Linked DNA regions of Sus scrofa: regions 2 and 3 are each linked to region 1. The links are chromatin contacts, called in public HiChIP or PLAC-seq maps. All regions are on one chromosome and are shown on one strand. The core of a region is the stretch at or near the end of the contact, and the rest is flanking DNA. Distances in the headings are between cores, read along the strand shown.

Region 1 (3,532 bases), core at 775-3,274:
TGGGATTAAGAACTTACTTTAGTGAAGAATTACCTCTAGAGTTAGCAGAAAGCATTAAAAAAAATTTTTTTTAATAGGCTCATCATATCCCATTGACAGCAGTGGAAATTGAGGCAACTAATAAATGCACATGACTTTTAAGGACAAATATTCCACAAAGAAATCTGGCAAAGCCTGAAAAGGTAGGTATAGATGTGCTCCTATGGGCAGCACTATTTTTAGGAGTGGACACTGGAAGCCTCAATGTCCATTCATAGGTGGTTAGCAGAGTAAACTCATCTATAGTTGCGTAAGAACAAACAACAAACAAACAAAACCCCTAAGGTGGCAAAGTGAAACACACTGAGTGAAAATTCCAGGTTGCACAAGAGGATGCATATTAAAAGCCCATGCATGTAAAAATTAAATGTATACATACACTCTCATAAAGATATCTGCAAGGAAGATTCAACACTCAAAAGTGTCCTTTGGGGAATGGGATAAAAAACTATTTGCAGCTTGAATTTTTACCCTGATTATGTATTACAGGTATAGTAAATGAATCGAAAAAGCCTATTAGAATAAAGTTGATAGCTGTTTAAAGTGCTTTTCATAGGAAACTGAACTTCCAGTGTATATACTTCACAGATCATAAAACCACTAAGCATAAGCGGCAGATCCTCAATCTGCTGATGTTGTGATTTTAAAGACAACTACAAATCCCACGAGTCCAGAGGAGGATCTGTCCCCCAATTTCATTAACTATGTGAAAGTCCCTTTCTATTCTGTAAAAACATCTGGCTGAACATTCTCCACTGAATCTTGTAAAAATCTTCCATCATGTGGTGGCAAAGAACTCCATATACAATCAGGTTTGAGGATAGGGCTAAATAATGCACTGTATAGAAACTGCAAAGTTTCTGCCCTTCCCCTGAAGTGTCCCAAATCGCATCTCCACACCGACTTAGTACTAACAGTCTTCCAAAGAACCAAGCGCACGATACTCCCACTTGGTAAATACCTACTTGCAGATACCTCTGAAATACTGTCTCTTGAAACTTTATTAACAGCTCCACATTTTGGAGGTCAGGAGCCAGAGGTGGTTAAAAAAAGAGATTCAGGCTGATTCAGAGAAATTAAAAGCTTAAACATATGGCACTGGCCCAGTTAAGACAACGAAAAGTCCCAGGACATCCCATTTATAAGAACACAACTCTCTAGAGATCAAGGAAGACTTATCTGATGGATGAGCAAAGGGAGGTACAAGATGCTTAGAAAGAAATCCTAAAGGCAACTTCACACAATTGGGGGGTGGCTGGGGAGGGAAATCCGGCTTCTGACGTTAGGAACCAGACTGAGAAAAGGGACTAAATGGAAAGAGACAGAGGGAAGCCGAGAAGGCAAGGCACACATTTCAATAGGAGCGAATGGGGACGAGAGGGACAGACGGCGTGTGAAGAGTGAGGGGCAGGGGAGAGGCAGGGGTGACGGGTCAGGGAGAAACCAGGGTTTGGGGGAACCAAAGGGCTGGACAGGCTGCAGAGCGCCGCTGGAAGGGCTGGGGAGGCTCCCAGCAGGGGAAAGTGAGAAAGGAGCGAGGGGAGCCCCGGGGCCCGCCCCACACCCCCCATCCCTCCCTGTCCCTGTCGCCCGGCTTCCCCATCTGGGCGGGGGCAGCATGTCAGTAGCAGCCGCACGTGTGTGAACCGCGGCGACGAGGTAACTGGCGCCGGGCACCGCGGCTGCAAGGGCCGAAAGAGCCCGGGGGCACCGCCGGGAGCCGCGGGCCGCCTCACACGTGGGCTGCGCGGCCGCCGCCCGGCCGGCCCGGCCTGCGCGGCAGCGGCGGAGCTGCCGAGGCCCAGCGGGCGGCGTAAGGGGAAGGGTCGGCGCGCCGGCCGGAGCGCGAAGTCCGGGACGGCGAGCTCGGTTACCTCTGCCTGTTTCCGGACCACATTGTCGGGGCTGAGCAGGTTTCCCAGGAGCAGGTAGAACTGTTGCTGCTCCGCCGCGGCCGCCGCCATTGCGCTAGGCGTGAGAGAGAGAAGGAGGGAGGGGAGACAGGCGCTGTGAGGCGCGCTGGCGGGCCGGCGGGAGGGGCGGGGGCGGGCCCAGCGCGGGGACCGGCACCAGCAGCGGCTTGGGGCTGGGGGGCCGGGCGGGAAAGGGCGGGGCAAAGGGGAAAGGGGAGGATGGGGCGGGGCCTCGCGACCCCTCACCCCGCCGCGGCCACCGGCGCCGGCGTCCCATTGGCCCTGAGCTCTGGGGGCGGGGCCGAGGCCTCTCCTCGGGGGCCGCGCCGATTGGCCACGCACCCTGCAGTGCCGTCACTGGCGGCGCGCGGCGGGCCGCCCGGCTCGGCGCGGGCAGGGTCGGGCGGGGACTCGGCCGCCCAGCTGTGGCTGCCGCGGCGTGGTGGGGAGGGCGGGAGGAGCCGGCTGGCCGGCCTGGCGGCTGCGAGGGGCGTGAGGCCCGGCTGGGGAGGTGGGGCCAGCTCCAGAGCGCGGGAGATTTCGGCGCCCCGGGCTGGCCGGCCTCCTCCCCCGCTAGCCGGCTAAGCTCCTCCCTGCGACCTCGGGAGCGCCCCCAGCTCCAGTCCTTCCCTCTCCCCCTCCACCCCGGCCCCAGAGACCCTAGATCCCCCATCCCAGAAGAAGGGAGGGAATGGATTTCGAAATCCAAAATCCACTTCCGACTTAAATTCCACCCCCAGCTCCACAGATCCTCGCACCGGTTAGACCCTCCGACCTCCCCAAGGGCTATGACTCAGGCAGCCCCTTCCTCCCGACACCTCACTGGTGACTCACGCGCTGGGCTTGCCCGGAAGAGGGGTTACTCAGCCCTGGGCTCTCCGGCCAGGCCTACCCACCCCCAGCCCGCTGTCCTCTGAGATGTACACGGAGCGCATTTGCCTCCCCCTCTTTTACCACCCTAGGATCCTTGGCTATTCCTTTGAATTCCCTGTTTTGAGGTCCCAGTTTTTCATTGGTTGGGGGAAAGTTAAGACCCTCTTCCTTAAAGAAACACTGGTTTGTAGGACTTAAGTCTCAGTAGGTGTTTGATAAACACCGGTCCATAGGGGGCTCAGAGACCTGGTTTCAATTGCAGTACACAATGCTGAGATAATACTTCCAATCTGCCCTTACCGTTGGAGCGCCCCAAGGCTGAGAGAGCAGTTGTCGAAGGGCACTTTTGTTGAGGCCCTACTGTGTCCAATGCAGTGGGCCAAGGGTGACAGTGGAAAAAGTGACACAATTCATTTTTGCCTCAAAAAGACACATTTCTAGTGAGAAGTTTCCTCATTGGGTACAATAGAGACTACTACACTCTGGTGGTCCATGGTATTTAACTTGGGGAATTTAATTTCCTATTGACTATTCTGTTGAGGTTCTGGTCTTTGAAATCCTACTTTTATTTATTTACTTTTTTGTCTTTTTTAGGGCTGCACCCAGGGCACATGGAGGGTCCCAGCTAGGGGTCGAATTGGGTCCAAGTGCATCTGTGACCTACACCACAGCTCATGGCAATGCCAGATCCCCAACCCACTGGGCAA
Region 2 (3,532 bases), core at 713-3,212, 550 kb before region 1:
CAGCCTGAAAGCTGACCCCAAGGAGAGACCTCTTAGCACGATGGTCTCTTTTGGTTGAACACTGACTGAAAAAAAAAAAAAAAATCACCTTTAATTCCAGGGATAGCCACTGCAAAATCTTGGTGTTTATATGTCCAGGTTTTTTTCTTATTTACATATAAAACTATCTATGTGTGTGTGTGCATGTGTAAATGATGTATATTTAAAATTTAAATATAACTTTTTTTATGAAGTAGCCTTGAGATCAGATTATACATACATTGCTTTGTACCCTGCGTTTTCTTCACAATATATACTGAAAATATTTTCTCATGTTACTAGAAATACATCATTTTTAATGACTATATGAATCTATCATCATTTAACTAACCGTCTCTGTTAGACTTTAAATCTGTTTCCAGTTTTCCCACGATCATAAATATCACTGCATCACATCTTTTTATATCCATTCTTCTGCACTTCTTTTTGTCTTAGGATATGGTACTGTAAGTAAAATTCCTGGGTTGAAGATGACGAAGATTTTTAAGATGCATTCTCTTGCCTGTTTTGCCATCCACCCCTTTATGTGCCCATTTTTTAGATGCACTAAATTTACACATGCTGGCACGCTCCCAAGTATCAGGGTTCATGCTTTTCTTAACTTTCTATTTGTTACATTCTCTTCACAGTACTTGGGGGTGACACGGCTTCACCACCAAGTGACAAGGTCTCTGAAAGTCCTCTGGACCAATTGGGGGGGGCGGCGCCGGGGGGGGGGGGGAGAATACAGATTTCCAAAGGGAAGGCAAAGATTACATTTTAGCACCTCACTCCTAGTCTGATCCAGAGCTCTGAATACAGTGACACTTCAGAGAATAAACAATCCTTTTTTCAGGGGGAGGACTTTTTAGTTTTTTCCAATAGTCTGTGAACTCGTGGGGGCTCATTTTTGTTTGTCCAACCTCGCCCGCGGTGCCACGTGGGCATTCACCGGTCCTCACAACCGGGGATACGGCACATCACTGCAGTGGCTGCCACTGTTTGTCGTTGTAAATAAAATACTACTTTCTGGAGGCAGCACTGATTCATTCCTTCTTATTTCTTTCCTCTGTAGTTGGAGGAGAGGTGTCTAAAAGGTGGAGGCAGCGGAAAGAGCGGGAGAAGGCCAGGGGAAAGTCTAGACAGGGTTTCCTTTCATTGTGTCCCTTCCTCCTCCCCCTCCCTCCCCCACTTTCCCCTTCTCGGGGGCAGACGATCCCCTATTGTAATTTACATATTCTTAAATTTGCATATTCTCCGGGGCCCAGAGAGGGTGGGGTTCAGCCCCCCACTCCTCAGCTAAGTTTACAGCTCCTAGTATTCCAAGCAGGGTGTTTTCAAGTCGCCAAAACGCGGAATTAACTACTCTCGGCCTCTCCCCTCCCGCTTTCCTCCTTGGGTTGGTTGGAAACTTCACCCAGACACCAAGAAGCTCCGCCCTGGTAGTTTTGAACCGGCCACTGGCTGAGGCCCCGCTGGGCACGCTCCCTCTCGAGGTCCCCCTGGCCCCGACTCTGCCCCCGGAGAGGTCGCCGGGAGCCCGCTTCCCCGGGGCCAGGCGGGGAGGGGTGGGCTCGCGCGGAGGGCAGGAGGGAGATGGTCTGGCAAGAGTTGGCACTCAGCGAGCCCTGGCCGCCCAGTCCCCCGGGGCGCCCGACTGGCCGGGGCCTGGGGGCGGTCGCCCCGGGACCGCCTTCGATTGTGTCCCCCTCCCCACTCCCGCCCGCGCGCCCTCTTCCCAGCTCCGCCCCGCCGGCTGGGAGGGGGGCGCAGCCCGCGGGAGACGCGCGGACCCCCACCCGCCCGGGCCGGCGGCAGCGCAGGCGGCTGCGGCCTAGGGCGCCCGGCGGCCGCCAGCCTCCTCCTCCCCCTCCCGGAAGCGCGGGGCGGGGTCCCCGGCCGGGCCGCGGGGGCGGGCGCGGGGGCCGGGCCGGGGCGGGGCGCGCTCGGCGCTCGCAGGCTCGGCCGGCTGTGCGCGCCCACTCCGGCTCCAGGCGGCCAGCGCACGGGCCCAGGCCGCCGGCTCCCAGCCGAGAGGCAGCAGCAGCCGCCGAAGCGGCAGCGGCGGCGGCAGGAGCGGAAGCAGCTCGCGGCGAGGCCCCGCGCCCCTGGCAGCCCCTCCCCGGCGCGGTGCATGGAGACGCGGCCCGCCGCCGGCCCCTGAGCCCGCCGCGCGGCCCGGGACCCGCGGGGGCTGGGGTGGCCTCGGGCTCCGGCCGGCCCACCGAAGCCGGACTCGGGCTTGGCCGGCCGCCCCCGCCGCCCGAGGGCTGCGCGCGGCCCGCGGGCCTCGTCGCCCGCGCGGATCGCCGCGGCCCGGCCGTCCCGTCCCAGGAAGTGGCTGTCCTGACCGCCATGGCTCACTCCCCGGTGCAGTCGGGCCTGCCCGGCATGCAGGTAGGCAGGAACCCGGCTGCCGAGGGCAGCGAGGGATGCCCGGGCCGGGGCGGAAGCGGGGAACTTGGCGGTGTAAACACGGCCCCCTCCCCCTCCGCTGCCCCTTCCGGGGTCGCGCCGGCCTCCCGCGCCGCGCTCGCAGCCCCCGGGGCGCCCCGAGCGGCCCCGCGGCCTGGGTCTCGGGGGCGGAAGGGTGCAGGGAGCTGGGGCCGCGGCCTGGAGGCGGCCCCGGCGGGCAGGGGGTCGAGGGGGCCGTGGGGGTGCCGGCGCTTCGCCCTGCCCGCGTCCTCTGCCCCCGGCGCCTCCCGAGCCGCAGGCCCCGCGCCGGCCCATCCCCGGGGAGAAGTGATGTGGGGAAATGCCCTTGGAGGCCCGGCTCGCTCTCTGGGCCCCGGCGCGGGCGGCGGGCGCTGGAGGCCCCGGGCCGCCCCGGCGAGGGGGCAGTAAAGTTGAGAGGCGGGAGGGGAGCCCCGGGCGCGCCCCGACTGGTCCGGGGCCCGCGGGGCGGCGGAGGCAGGGCGGGGTGGAGGAAGGTGTAACTGCCAGCTCCACTTCCAGCGCGTTTGTTCGGCGCGTTTCCTCCTGGTGCCGACGGAGGGGAAAGTGCGAGCCCGTAAACCTTCCGGAAGAAGGGATCCTTCGAACCCCGTGCCCTCGAGGGTGGATCCCGGCACGCTGGGCTTTGCCTTGGATGCAGCCCAGTCCCTTCCCAGTAAACCTCTCCGATGCTACTTGGTGGCTCCTTGGCCTTCCAGTGACTTTTTTTGGAGTGGGGGCAGGGGTGCGGGGGGTGGGGGCGGGGAGAGAAGTTGCATTTCCAATTTACAGGACTGCGTGCAAGTTTTTCGCCATGGGGGACTGTTTAAAAACTCTTTGAAAAATAAAACCCCCGTCCTTGGCCAGTTTGTAATGTTTGTAAGGGCATATAAATGGTGGGAGAATGGTTGGGATTAAAATCTCACTATACGGTTAGGGTATGTGGGTAAAGTTTTGCATTCCCGGTTTAGCCAAGCGAGTTGGGACACACCAGCTTTAAGGAAACAGCCACAAGTCTCCCAGCGGATTATTTATCTTGAGACTTTCTACGGGCTCGTTTTCCTCTCTCCCCCTCACTCTT
Region 3 (3,532 bases), core at 259-2,758, 540 kb after region 1:
ATAAGACCTAGGTAGGTCCCTAATTCCCAATAAGTAGACATATATATATTTTTTTCCTTTGGCTAACACTCAATCGATGATTATTTACCATGAGTTTTTTTTTTTTTCATTTTCTTAATTACAAGTCTGTTTTCAAATAATGGGATCAACGTTAAACTTTATGCCCGAGCTAACTATGGCAGTCAGAAAATTTTCTAGAACCAGAAAATAAGAACGCTCGCCAGAATTCAAATGCTTTTTGTTGAATAATCAATGGATCTATTCTTTGAAGAAAAAACTCGTTTTCTGCCTCACCCCAAACAGGCGGCACAGATTCACGCTTTGCCATTCCTTTTTCTCAAATCAAAATGTTACGTAAAACTCCAGGGTCCCCCCGCAAGTATTACATTTGAATTAGTGGAATCCGGTTTCCCCGGCTTCCCTAAGCAACACACACGGAATGCAGCATACTGCAGCAAACTCTTTAAACATTCAGGGGGAAAAAAAAAAAAAAAAAAAAACAGAAGAAGAAGAAGGGGGTGGGGGGGTGATTCCCTTACCTTGTTTAGCTCTGCCTCTCCTTTCCCTTTACAGTGACCCCAGGAACATCTGGCAGAATCAGTCGGCCGAGGCTTCTCCGCTGCATCATGAGGAAGAAATTTCCATGTAAATAGTTCTCATTCCCTGTGTATTGTACTCTGAGACCCGTCTGCCGTATCTGGAAAATTTTGCCTTCAGATGATGAAGCAAAGACAGTCTAAACTCTGTTGCTGTAAGCTGCAGCCCTTCCTTCCGACAAACCCCGCCCCGCCGTGGGCAGCCAATCCCCAGCCAGCTCGTCAGCCCTACTCGTCTGAAACTGGCCCTCATAGGATGACTGACACAGCAACACAGCACTTGCAGTGTGTGAAAACAGTGCATCCATACTGATGAAAGAGGAATTTCCCTCTCAGAAGAAAGCAGTCAGGGCACCAAGACAAAGTGGCACATAATTGGCAGAGCAGAGAGAGGGGCAGCTCCAGAGAACAGCCTTGAAGACAGCCAGGGCTTGCGGCTGCCCTGGAAATACTTTGGGAAAGGCAGAACTCCGCAGGATCCAAAGAAATCCGGGTTGTGCTGGAAACTGAAGTCATTATCCCATTGGACAAAGCATATATTTTTTTCCGAAAGGAGAAACAATTCGGTGCCTGCCGTGGAAATCCATACACCTTCCGTTAGTGAGGAAGAACGCGTTGGCCCAAGTGCCTATTCGAAGTCAAAACATGCCCTTATCCGTTGCACAGTTTTCCTCTAGGACATCTGTTACTGCAGCCCGTATATCTTTCGTCCAAGTTTTCAGACTCCCGGGGCCTTCAATTAGGGAATTCTGAACAATAAAATGGATATCGATACTTGAGCCTTTTGTGCTCTTGGCAGGCTTCTCTGAGAGGATAAGGTGTGCCTTAACCTGACCCTAAGATTCTTAGGTACCACTTGAGAAATACTGTGCACTGGTCCACATTGTCCTTAAGGAAGCGACGATTACGGCAAGATGTTTACTGCTGAGCACGCATGACACGTGATCCAAGGGGCGCCATCAGGTGTGGCTCCACAAAGGATGCTTTGAAGGTGCTGAAGTTCCCTGAGATACAGCAGGAGCACAGAAATGCAAAGGTTACTAAGGGTTATTTATTTTTTCCCAGTCAACTGTACTCTATTTTGAAAAAAAAAAATGGCATTTAGAAAACACAAAACACATATGCTTTCCTTCCACTAAACACAACATTTTGAATTTAAAAAATTATCTCATGGTACCTGGCTAGACCAAGGCACGAACAAAGCCCTGAAAGGTTGAACCCACACCCTATTGTTTATAAGCAACTGTCCAGTGCACCTGTAATGAAGTAACCGTTGGTGTGGGATTCATGATTTCCTTTGATTTTGCCAATTGCTATTTATTTATATTATAGTTGATTTACAGTGTTGTGTTAGTTTCAGTGAAAGCAAAAGGATTCAGTTATACATATATATATCCATCTATACTTTTTCAGATTTTTTGCCTTATAGGTTATTATGTAACATTGAGTATAGTTCCCTGCCAAATTGCATTTTTTTTTCTTCTTCTTCTTCTTTTTTTTTTTTTTTTTTGGCTTCTTAGGGCCACACCTGCAGCATATGCAGGTTCCCAGGCTAGGGTCGAATAGGAGCTACAGCTGCTGGCCTGCACCATAGCCACAGCAACACAGGATCTGAGCTGCGTCTGCGACCTACACCACAGCTCACGACAACGCCAGATCCTCAACCCACTGAGCAAGGCCAGGGATCGAACCCGCAACCTCATGGTTCCTAGTCGGATTCGTTAACCACTGCACCACGACAGGAACTCCACAAATGCATTTTAAAATCACAATGTTTCATATGATTTGGAGGGTATTTCTCCAATAGAATACCATACTTCATTCCTCCCAAATCTTATAATGCTCTTTTCATCCCAATGTAAATCCATCACATGTATAACTGGCAGGCTTTCATCTACCATAATTTTTCTGGAAATTTAAACGATCTCCATGCTGGAACTGGTAAAAATTATTTTTAAATATTCTTTCTATTACCCTGCATGTAAGTAGGATATCACAGGTTTATGAATATCCTCTTCCTGATCCCCCCTCTGATGCTGACTTTGAAACTACCTTTCCCTTAAATTTCAGTCCTGAAATTTTAGTCTTCTTTGACTCATTTTTCTATTTTCATTCAGTGAAACTAGATCTGGTTGAATATTTTTTCCTTCTAGCTAGTTACAACTCTGACCTATTGCCCAGCTAATACAAATGCTAATAAGCTACCTTCTGGGACTCAAGCCTCCCCACGCTCAAGCTCCCCTGTTGCTAGACAGGTTTTCCAAAATCAGGTAGTATCACGTTCCTTCCATATTCAGTTCTTCTCTCCATAAATCCCAAAGTACTGGTGTTCAAGGTTCTTCATAATCTGGGCCCTCCTTTGCTCCTCAACTTTTTCTATAATGTTTTTCTAAGTGAACTTTTTGATGGAGTCACACCTGATTCGCCAGGACCTGGCTCTTAGAGCCCATCTTTACAACCTGCCTCCCAAGCGCTTCATTGGAAATTTTACCCAACCTTGAGACCTCAGCTTCTGTGATGGCCACTTTCCTGTTCACAATGTCTTACACTCTTCCCTGTAAAGGCATTCTGCACAGACCATTAAACCCTCAGCACTGAGCTGATCTCCCCATCGCAGAGAGCTAGGCTTATGTAGTATGTTCATTGAGATAATACATGTGAAATGTCTATACAGTGGCTGGCACGTGGTAAATGCTCACTAAAAGATGGCTCTTCTTGTTTTAATCTCTACATCATTTAGCAAGATGCCATGAACAGACTTGCTCATCTCATGACTCCCATCTCGAGAACTGATATCATATCCATCCAGTTATACCAGTCAAGAATATGACGATCATCTGACCCTTCTCTCTCCAACCACCATTGGAAATCTATTCTCAAAGCCTGGTAAGTTTAGCACCGAAATGTTTTGAAATGTTTCACTCTGCTCCAGCTCC

Evidence for each region. HiChIP or PLAC-seq counts read pairs in DNA pulled down with a chosen protein or histone mark.
Region 2: a contact with region 1 is called in an H3K27ac HiChIP or PLAC-seq map of alveolar macrophages. The contact joins the promoter of STK24 here to the promoter of IPO5 in region 1. A contact is called at or near these places in 1 of 5 promoter capture datasets (liver), 1 of 47 Hi-C or Micro-C datasets (heart right ventricle) and 1 of 2 datasets of contacts at active chromatin or transcription factors (alveolar macrophages).
Region 3: a contact with region 1 is called in an H3K27ac HiChIP or PLAC-seq map of alveolar macrophages. The contact joins the promoter of MBNL2 here to the promoter of IPO5 in region 1. A contact is called at or near these places in 1 of 47 Hi-C or Micro-C datasets (embryonic fibroblasts) and 1 of 2 datasets of contacts at active chromatin or transcription factors (alveolar macrophages).

The regions. Positions count from the first base shown.
Region 1 is chr11:67,017,791-67,021,322 of Sscrofa11.1, reverse strand. IPO5 (importin 5) reads right to left here and starts at 2,024. Exons shown (of 26, transcript NM_001244301.1): 1 at 1,914-2,024. The coding sequence starts at 2,003.
Region 2 is chr11:67,564,072-67,567,603 of Sscrofa11.1, reverse strand. It overlaps STK24 (serine/threonine-protein kinase 24), which reads left to right and starts at 1,962. Exons shown (of 11, transcript XM_021065380.1): 1 at 1,962-2,415. The coding sequence starts at 2,374.
Region 3 is chr11:66,479,899-66,483,430 of Sscrofa11.1, reverse strand. It overlaps MBNL2 (muscleblind-like protein 2), which reads right to left and starts at 1,508. Exons shown (of 10, transcript XM_021065800.1): 1 at 540-1,508.